Regions from separate parts of the Sus scrofa genome. Here regions 2 and 3 are each linked to region 1. A link is a contact called in public Hi-C and HiChIP or PLAC-seq data. All regions are on one chromosome and are shown on one strand. The core of a region is the stretch at or near the end of the contact, and the rest is flanking DNA. Distances in the headings are between cores, read along the strand shown.

Region 1 (2,780 bases), core at 176-2,675:
CACACACACCTGAGCAGCCTCCAGAGACAGCGGGGGAAAGCGCCAGCCATTTGCATGACATTACAACGCTGGCAGGCTCTTCCAGAGAATAAGGGCAGGTCCTCTGCTGCCTGGGGTAATTCCCAGCTTGCAGTATAAAGGGAAGAAAGTGCTTTTGGACGATTCCTTTTAAACTCCAGTTCACAGCGCCGACCAGCTGTGATAGTTCCAATTACAGGTTCAAAGATTTCTGGGCCATGGAAAAGCTCTGCCCTGGCCGCCCCATGCACAGACCCAGAAACCACACTGGAATGTGATACTATCTGGATGCAGCTTACAGAGCCCCTTCCACTGCCTACCAAGTCAGCAGCAGCCTGGAGCCCAGCCCTGTCTCCGGGAGTCCCTCCCCTTCAAATTTTGCTCCTCAACACTGCTTCTCATCCTGAGCTTTCCTCTTTCATCAGGAAAATGCCAGCTCCACAGCCAGGGCTGGGCCTCAGTGGACACTCTCTTGGCCCCCACCCAATAACCAGAGGCCTTTCAAGGGCCCTACCCACTCTCTCGCTGGCCCAGGGTCAGTAACCGTGGAATACCCTCCCCGACCAGTGCCCAAAGCCTGCTCTTCCTGAGGTCAGAACTTGTGGGGGAGCATGAGACCAGAAAGCTGTCTTGGGAGGGTTATGGGGGTGTGACCTTGGGGAGCTGCTGGGAACAGATGCTCTGGGGGAGTTACTGCATGGATCTTGGGGCATTCAGCTGACCTCCCTCTTACTCTGACACAGTTAAACTGTAGACCACGAAGGTGAAGAAATTCATCGAAGCCTGTCTACCGGTGGAGCCAGGACCAAACATCTCCTCTTTCTATGCGTTTTTCTCATTGCTGTAACCTGGAGGCAGACCAGACCCCAGATGCCCCCTCCAATACCCTAACACACAGACACACATGTACACGGAGGGGAAAGTGCTGGAAATAACTCTCTTTTCCTTTATGGCCTCGCCCATGGCGTGTAGAAGTTTCTGGGCCAGGGATTGAACCCGTGCCACAGCTGTGACCCAAGCCGCTACAGTGACAACACCAGGTCCTTAACACGCTCCGCCACAAGAGAACTCCAAGAATGTTCGATCTTGTATTTCAAGAAATACACCAAAGGTAGTGTGGAAGGAAACGCCAGCAGTCGGCGGACTCCAAGCTTTTCGTTTCGATTTGCTCATTCCGCACTCTGCCGGCTCACGCCCCTTAAGAAACAGTCCACACGCCGAGCGCGAACACGAGGAGCTCGCCCCCGAGCCGGGCGCCAACAGCCTCGGGACGCAGAGCGTGGCGGAGCTCGCGCACAACCGTGCCGGCGCCCTCGCCAGCCCCGCGCCACACCCACTCCGCCCTTCGCTGCCCAGGCGCGACCCGGCTCCGCCCCCTCCGCCCCGCCCCCCGGCCAGCTCCGCCCCGCGTCCCGCCCCACCCCTGGGCGGGCCGCGTCGGGTCACGGGTTAGGGGGCGGGCCGCGGGGCGGGGCTGAGGCGGAAGTGCCGGTGAGGGGCTGTGCCTGTCGCTGTTCCGCCGCACCAGCCTTCCTCGGACCCGAACTGCCCTCGTCCCGCCTCTCGGGCCCCCGCGGGTCAGTGTGCGGGGACTTCTGCCCCTGCCCACGAGCCTGGGCCGGGACCAGTAGGTGAAGAGGGTCAGATCTCCGCCGGAGAATGTGAAAGTGTCCTGGTCCTTGGGAGTCTCCAGAGAGTTGGATCCAAGGCTCCGGGCTCCTGGGTTCTGTTGGAGTCGAGGGTCTCGGTGCCGAGTTCCCTGGGACTTCAGGAAAGGAGTTGTCTCAGTCGGGGGAGGATTCGGGTCTGGGGTCTCAGGGGAGGGTAGTGGCTGAGCCTGGGTTGCTGGGGGAGGTTAGGGTCTAGGTCTGGGTCTGGGGCGTCAGAGCTAGAGCTGGCTGGAACCCTGTGTGCCTTCCCTCTCAAGGGTCTCCTGCTGCAGGCCGGTCTGTGCTGTGGGCCATGGTGGCTCTGTGGGCCCTCACTCTGGCCTTGGCCTCAGGCCTGGCTGCTACCAGCCCACCTAACATCGTGCTGATCTTTGCTGATGACCTGGGCTACGGAGACCTGGGCTCCTACGGGCACCCCAGTTCCACCACCCCCAATCTGGACCAGCTGGCCGCAGGGGGTCTGCGGTTCACCGACTTCTATGTGCCGGTGTCTCTGTGCACACCCTCCCGGTGAGCAAGGAGACGGAATGTGCACCCCAGGCGCCCACCCCTGCCCACCGGTTCCTCTGGCTTCACTCTGGATTGCAGCGGGGAGACATTCACCTCCCTCGTCTTCCGCCGCTCTCACCTCATCTCCTCTGTTCATCTCAGTCAGTTTTGCTCTGTTTCACGGACCCTGTGACTTGTCCTGCAGGGCTGCCCTCCTGACCGGCCGACTCCCAGTTCGGATGGGCCTGTACCCTGGCGTTCTGGAACCCAGCTCCCGAGGGGGTCTTCCCCTGGAGGAGGTGACCCTGGCTGAGGTCCTTGCTGCCCGAGGCTACCTCACAGGGATGGCTGGCAAGTGGCACCTTGGGGTGGGGCCTGAGGGGGCCTTTCTGCCCCCCCACCAGGGCTTCCATCGATTCCTGGGCATCCCATACTCCCATGACCAGGTAGGAACTACCAGCGTCCTTCCCTTGACCCGACAGCCCCACCCTATAGCCCAGACCTCTGAAGGAGCTGCTCCCCCAGGGCCCCTGCCAGAACCTGACCTGCTTCCCGCCGTCCACCCCCTGCGACGGCAGCTGTGACCAGGGCCTAGTCCCTGTC
Region 2 (2,700 bases), core at 137-2,636, 570 kb after region 1:
TTCACAACAAACAGATGTGAGCCGAGGAGACGCGGGGGGAGGGGCGGGGAGCCCCGGCGGACCCGGCTCCGCAATGCGGGGATTTCTGCGCGGCGGCGGCCCAGTGCTCCGCCCGCGCCCCCAACGGCCCCAGGCCCCACTCTGGCCCGCACGCGAGGGAGCCGGCGCGGCGCGGCACGCGCGCGCGGCCCCAACAGTCGCCAGCCGCTCGGCCCGCCACGCGGGGTGGGCGCTCACCGTCGAAGTCGGTGTAGACCGTGTCGCGGAGCAGCGCGCCCGAACCGAAGTCGATGAGCTTGAGCTCGCCCGAACGCAGGTCCACCAGCAGGTTCTCGTCCTTGATGTCGCGGTGCACGACCCCGCAGCTGTGGCAGTGGCGCACGGCGGCCAGCACCTGCGCGAAGAAGCGGCGCGCCAGGGCCTCGTCGAGCGCGCCGCGCTCCGTGATGAAGTCGAAAAGGTCCTGCGCCGGTTCAGGTCGCTCGAGTACCAGCAGGAAGCCGTCAGGCCGCTCGAACCAGTCCAGCAGGCGGATGACCCCGCGCGCGCCGCCGGCCGCGCCCACCTTGCGCAGCAACACCACCTCCAGGGGCACAGCCGCGCCGGCCTGAGGGAGACGGCGGTCAGCGGGTTCCGCCCGGCGCCCGCGTCCGGCGCCCCCGCTCCACCCGGCACCCCCGCCAGCACTTACGATGCTGCCCCACTCGGTCACCCGCTCCTTCACCACGTGCTTCACGGCCACCTGGGGGTAGGGAACCAGTTGGTCAGGCCGGGAGGACGCAACGAGACGCGCGGGCCGAGAATCCCGGGTGCCCGGAGGCCCGACTCACCGGGAGCCCGTCGGCGATGCGGCTGCCCGCGTAGACGGTGCCAAAGCCGCCGCTGCCCAGCACGGCGCCCACCTGGTACACTTTCTCGAAGCTTTCCTTATCCGCCTTGGCTGTGGAGAACGAGCGGGCGGCGTTGGTACGACCCAGGACCCGGGACCCTCGACCCCAGTGCGTCTCCAGACCCCCGGGCCCCGCCTACCTGGCTGCAGGATCTTCACGGGGAGATGGTCCACGCCGCCTGGTCCGCACAGGTGCGCCAGGGAGCCGAACTTGGAGAGCAGCATCGCGGGCGGCGGCGGGGCGCGGGCCCCCAGCCCCGGCCTCCGCGCCTCCTCTCGCTCGGCTCGGCTCGGCTCCCCGCGCCGCGGCGGACGTGGGAGGACGGCCTGCTCGGGCCGCGCTGTGCCCGGATCCGGACAGCGGATGGGTGCGCCGAAGCGCCGGCCTCGGAGCGCGGGCCCGCTCGGGCGAGGCCGTCCGCGCGGCTCAGTGCCCGACCGAGCCCCGTGGGGACCGCGACAACACGCAGCAGGCCGAGCCGTTCACACGCCCCAGCCGCCTCGCTCGGGGTTTTGGGCCGCAGCGGCGCGTATCCCTCCGCGGGAGGGCGGGGCGAGCGGGGACCCCGCCCCCTTCCGGCGGGGCCGCGCGGCAGGGGTTGCCCCTGGAACTCGCGATGCTGCCAAGGCGACGGCCAGACGCGGCCGGCGCGCTTTCCCGGGTGGGCGGGGGCTGGCAAGCAGGGGTCGCGGCGAGCTGCTGGGACTAGCTGGAGGGAGCGGAGCCGCGGAGGCGCACGGCGCGGCGTGGCGCGTCACTACTCCTCCGCGTTCTAACGCACGCACACACGCGCGCGCGCTCCCGTGCGGGCCGTGGCGCGGGCGCTCTCACACACGTGGCGCGCGCACGCGCGCACGCGCAGCTCCCGCGCGGGCCGCGGCTCTCGAGTGCGGGGCGGAGCCCCGGGAGCCAATAGGAGCCGGCGTTCGCAAAGGGCACGGGGCCCAGCCAATGGCGGCGCGGAGGCGGGACCGAACCTTGTCGGCTCCGCCCCAGACCGGACCGGGAAGGTCACCCGCTGCACCCACCTGGCGCTGGCTGCTCAGCTGCGAACTCGGCGGCGGGGACCAAAGGAACCGCTGGGTGCGGGAGGCTCTCCCCGCCGCCCAGGGATATGCCCGTGCCAGCCCGGCAATCCGCGCACCCGGCCATGCGGATGGGCCGGCGCGGCGGGCGCCGACCCCACCTGGGGAACCCTCTCCACCCTGTCGACCCCAGCCCACCATTCTTACCCGGGCTTGACCTCAGAGCCGCATCCCGAGGGCCTTCTCTGACCACTCCTCCCTCCCTAGAACCTTTGCCCCTGGTGTCCTCCTGGAGCGCCATCCCCTGCTCTCCACCCACTTGACTGCCGTCCAGGCCCAGGCGATGTCCGACTCTACCAGGGAGGCTACCTTGACAGCCACTGTCACGGCCCTGGCCAGTCGCAGGCCTTCATGGCCCTGGGCTGGACCTGAGCCTTTCCTCTGCCTTCTGTACTGTACAGATTCCTCCAGCCTCGCGGGTTGCCGACCTCAGCCCAAGGTCCGGGGCCTGAGCAGCCCAGGTGTGAACAGCTGTCTGCCAGCCCCAGTGGCTGAGGCCAGGAGGTCCACTGCCTCCCACAGCCATCCAGAAAGGGCTCGGGGTTGAGGGAGCCAAGAAGCAAAAGAACTGACTCTTCTGGCCTCGCAAGGGCTCAGGCCAGGCTGGGGTCTAACCATGGCAACCACATCAGTCCCATGTCCCTGAGCCCATCTGAGATTGCCTTCAGGTGTGACTCCCAAGCACGTGTGCTCACCTGCCTCAGGGGCCTCAGCCGGCCTGCAGG
Region 3 (2,700 bases), core at 179-2,678, 610 kb after region 1:
GTTGCACTCGAAGTCGCTGCTCCCGCACAGGCCCTCCAGGATCTCCAGCAGGCGGACCTCGCTGCAACACGCACAGGCCGTCAGCACCGCAAGGCCAGGGCACAGCGCCCTCTACAGGGAGGTCCGGAGGCCAGGCCCGAGGGACCGTGGCGCTTCACTGAAAAAACCCTCAACAGAGACCCCAAATGGAGCTGGGGGCTGTCAGTGCCAGGCGGAGAATTAAAGGCGGAGGGCAGGGGTGGTCAGGGTGGCCCATCAGGTGTGGGGTCCAGCGGGGGAACCCCTGCCATGGGCAGGATGGGGCTGGAGCTGCGGTGGGGAGGGAGTGAGCTCCATCTGTTTTTTGGTTTTTGGTTTTCTTTAGGGCCACACCTGTGGCACATGGAGGTTCCCAGGCTCGGGGTCGAATCGGAGCTGCAGCTGCCGGCCTACGCCACAGCCACAGCAATACCAGATCCGAGCCACATCTGTGACCTACACCACAGCTCACAACAACACTGTATCCTTAACCCACTGAGCAAGACCAAGGTGTGAACCCACATCCTCCTGGCTACTAGGCGGGTTCTTAACCACTGACCCCCAGTGGGAACTCCCCACCTGTGTTTGGCACCGGCACCAGGTAAGGACAGGTGCCGGTGCCAAAGGGACTCTGTATCATCAGTGCTCCCGGGGACATGTCACCAAAGGCAGGCACTGGGCCGCTCAGAGCAGGGTGCCTACCTGAATTCATACTTGGACAGTGTCTTTTCCTCCCAAGCTGTGTTTCCACCTCCAAAGTTCTTATTTGCTGTGTCCACCATACCCTGCGGGGGAAAGGTGGCGCTGCTGCCTCACCCCTGTTCATGGCAGGGTCACCCCGGTTCCATAGCAGGGGTGACCCCAGATTCATGGTGGGGTGACCCAATCCATGGCAGGACAACCCTGGGTCCATGGTGTGGGGACCCTGGTTCATGGCGGGGGGTTGGGGGGTGTAACAGTACACAGCAGGGCAAATCTAGTCCATGGCGAGGTGACCCCAGGTCCACAGTGCGGCAACCTTGGGCCCATCGTGGGGTGATCCCCGAGTCCACGGAGGGGCGACCCAGGCCCACCCCCTGGCTCCATGTCCTCGCGGAGCGGCACACCTGGTTGAACTTGTCCACCAGCTCCCGGCAGCGCTTACAGGGCGTCGGCTTCTTGGTGGCCTCGCCGGGAGGCGGCGGCAGAAGCAGCAGCAGCAGCACCCCCAGCGACGGGACCGGAAGGCGCATGGCGGGCCAAGGCGGACAGCGCCACGGGAACGCGGCCGCGCGGGCACCGGCCGAGGTCCAGCAAGCACCCGCCGAGCGTTCCGACCCTCGGCCGCCCACCGGCTCAGCAGCGCCGGCGGTTCCCGGGCCTACTTGACGGCGCCGGCCGGGGCCCCGCCCTTCACCATCCCTCGCGCTGCTATTGGTTGGATGGCTCCGCCCCGTCCTCATGTGGCCCAATCCGAGCTCGCCACGGGAGGCCACCAATAGGAAGGGCCCGGGTCAGCGTGCCGCCGGGAGGGTTGGGCACAGGGGGCGGGGAGATCCGAGGCGGCTGGCTCACGCCCCGCCTGTGGCGGCCATCTTTACTCCGGGCAGGAAGGGCGCCCGCTGAGACGGCAGCTAGGCGTTGGTGGCCATGTTAGGTTCGGTCAAGGGCATCGGTTTCCGCTGCTCCACTTCCGGTCGAGGGCAGCTCTGGCGGCCGCGCTTCGAGGGACTGTGCTCTGGGCGGCGAGGTCAGCGCGCGCGGCTCTGGGGGCGGGCTGCGGGGGCTCCAGGCCGGCGCTGTGGCTGCGCTTCTCGGGCATCGCCGGGCTTGTCCACGCGGGAGGGCCGCCAGGCCTCCTCACCTGGGGCCTGATGACTGTCTTTGGGGGCCCAGGAACCTGCATTTTGCATTTCCCCACGCGCCCCGGGCATTTAGCACTGGAGCCCGTGGTTTGAATCCGGACTAAGATGAGCCCTATCCCGACTGTCATAGAACAAAAGATACAAAGTTTTCTCTGGCCTAATTTGCGCCAGATGGCTCGTTTCCGCCAGGGATTAATAATGTGAACATCTGATATGACCAGTTTCCCGCAGAGACCCTAGAACCCCATAGACAAGAGGGCCTCTGTGGGCTTGCCTAATCCGAGATGCCACTGTTCTACAATTTGCGCGTTGATGAGTTGTGGCTGGCTTGCTTGCTTGCTTGCTTTGTTTATGTTTTAGGGCTGCACCCGCGGCATATGGAGGCTCCCAGGCTAGGGGTCCATTCGGAGCTGCAGCTGCGGGCCTACACCACAGCCACAGCAATGCGGGATCCAAGCCACATCTATGACCTACACCACAGCTCACGGCCACGCCGGGTCCTTCACCCACTGAGCGAGGCCAGGGATGGAACCGCATCCTCATGGACCCTAGTCAGATTCGTTTCCACTGCGCCACAGCAGGAACTGCCTGTTATTGTCTTTTCTAATGAAAATGGAAGCTTAAGAGCTTTTACTGCACTTCCTTTTCAAGTCGTTGGAGCACCTGCTATGCTCTGGGCTCTGCTGACACCTGAGTGAATGGGGGCGGGGGTGCCCTCAGGATGAGAACCCCCGGGGGGACAGAGGGTCAGTGATGGGGAAAAACAAAAATCCTGCCGCCAAGGAGCTTACGTTTTAAAAAGAGGGAGACAGGAGTTCCCGTTGTGGCGCAGTGGTTA

What was found. A called contact is a pair of places that touch in the nucleus more often than the background predicts. HiChIP or PLAC-seq counts read pairs in DNA pulled down with a chosen protein or histone mark.
Region 2: an H3K27ac HiChIP or PLAC-seq map of alveolar macrophages shows a contact between it and region 1. The contact joins the promoter of PIM3 here to the promoter of ARSA in region 1. A contact is called at or near these places in 2 of 2 datasets of contacts at active chromatin or transcription factors (alveolar macrophages and skeletal muscle).
Region 3: a contact with region 1 is called in a Hi-C map of heart right ventricle, with 6 times the contacts expected there. The contact joins the promoter of CRELD2 here to the promoter of ARSA in region 1. A contact is called at or near these places in 1 of 47 Hi-C or Micro-C datasets (heart right ventricle) and 1 of 2 datasets of contacts at active chromatin or transcription factors (alveolar macrophages).

Annotation. Positions count from the first base shown.
Region 1 is chr5:105,678-108,457 of Sscrofa11.1, forward strand. It overlaps ARSA (arylsulfatase A), which reads left to right and starts at 1,426. Exons shown (of 9, transcript NM_213933.1): 1 at 1,426-1,649; 2 at 1,946-2,198; 3 at 2,383-2,623; 4 at 2,703-2,780. The coding sequence starts at 1,981.
Region 2 is chr5:679,304-682,003 of Sscrofa11.1, forward strand. It overlaps PIM3 (serine/threonine-protein kinase pim-3), which reads right to left and starts at 1,387. Exons shown (of 6, transcript XM_021091349.1): 1 at 1,030-1,387; 2 at 831-940; 3 at 692-742; 4 at 238-607. The coding sequence starts at 1,114.
Region 3 is chr5:715,338-718,037 of Sscrofa11.1, forward strand. It overlaps CRELD2 (cysteine-rich with EGF-like domain protein 2), which reads right to left and starts at 1,429. Exons shown (of 10, transcript XM_003126783.6): 1 at 1,125-1,429; 2 at 721-803; 3 at 1-61. The coding sequence starts at 1,250. ALG12 (dol-P-Man:Man(7)GlcNAc(2)-PP-Dol alpha-1,6-mannosyltransferase) reads left to right here and starts at 1,591. Exons shown (of 10, transcript XM_021091350.1): 1 at 1,591-1,747.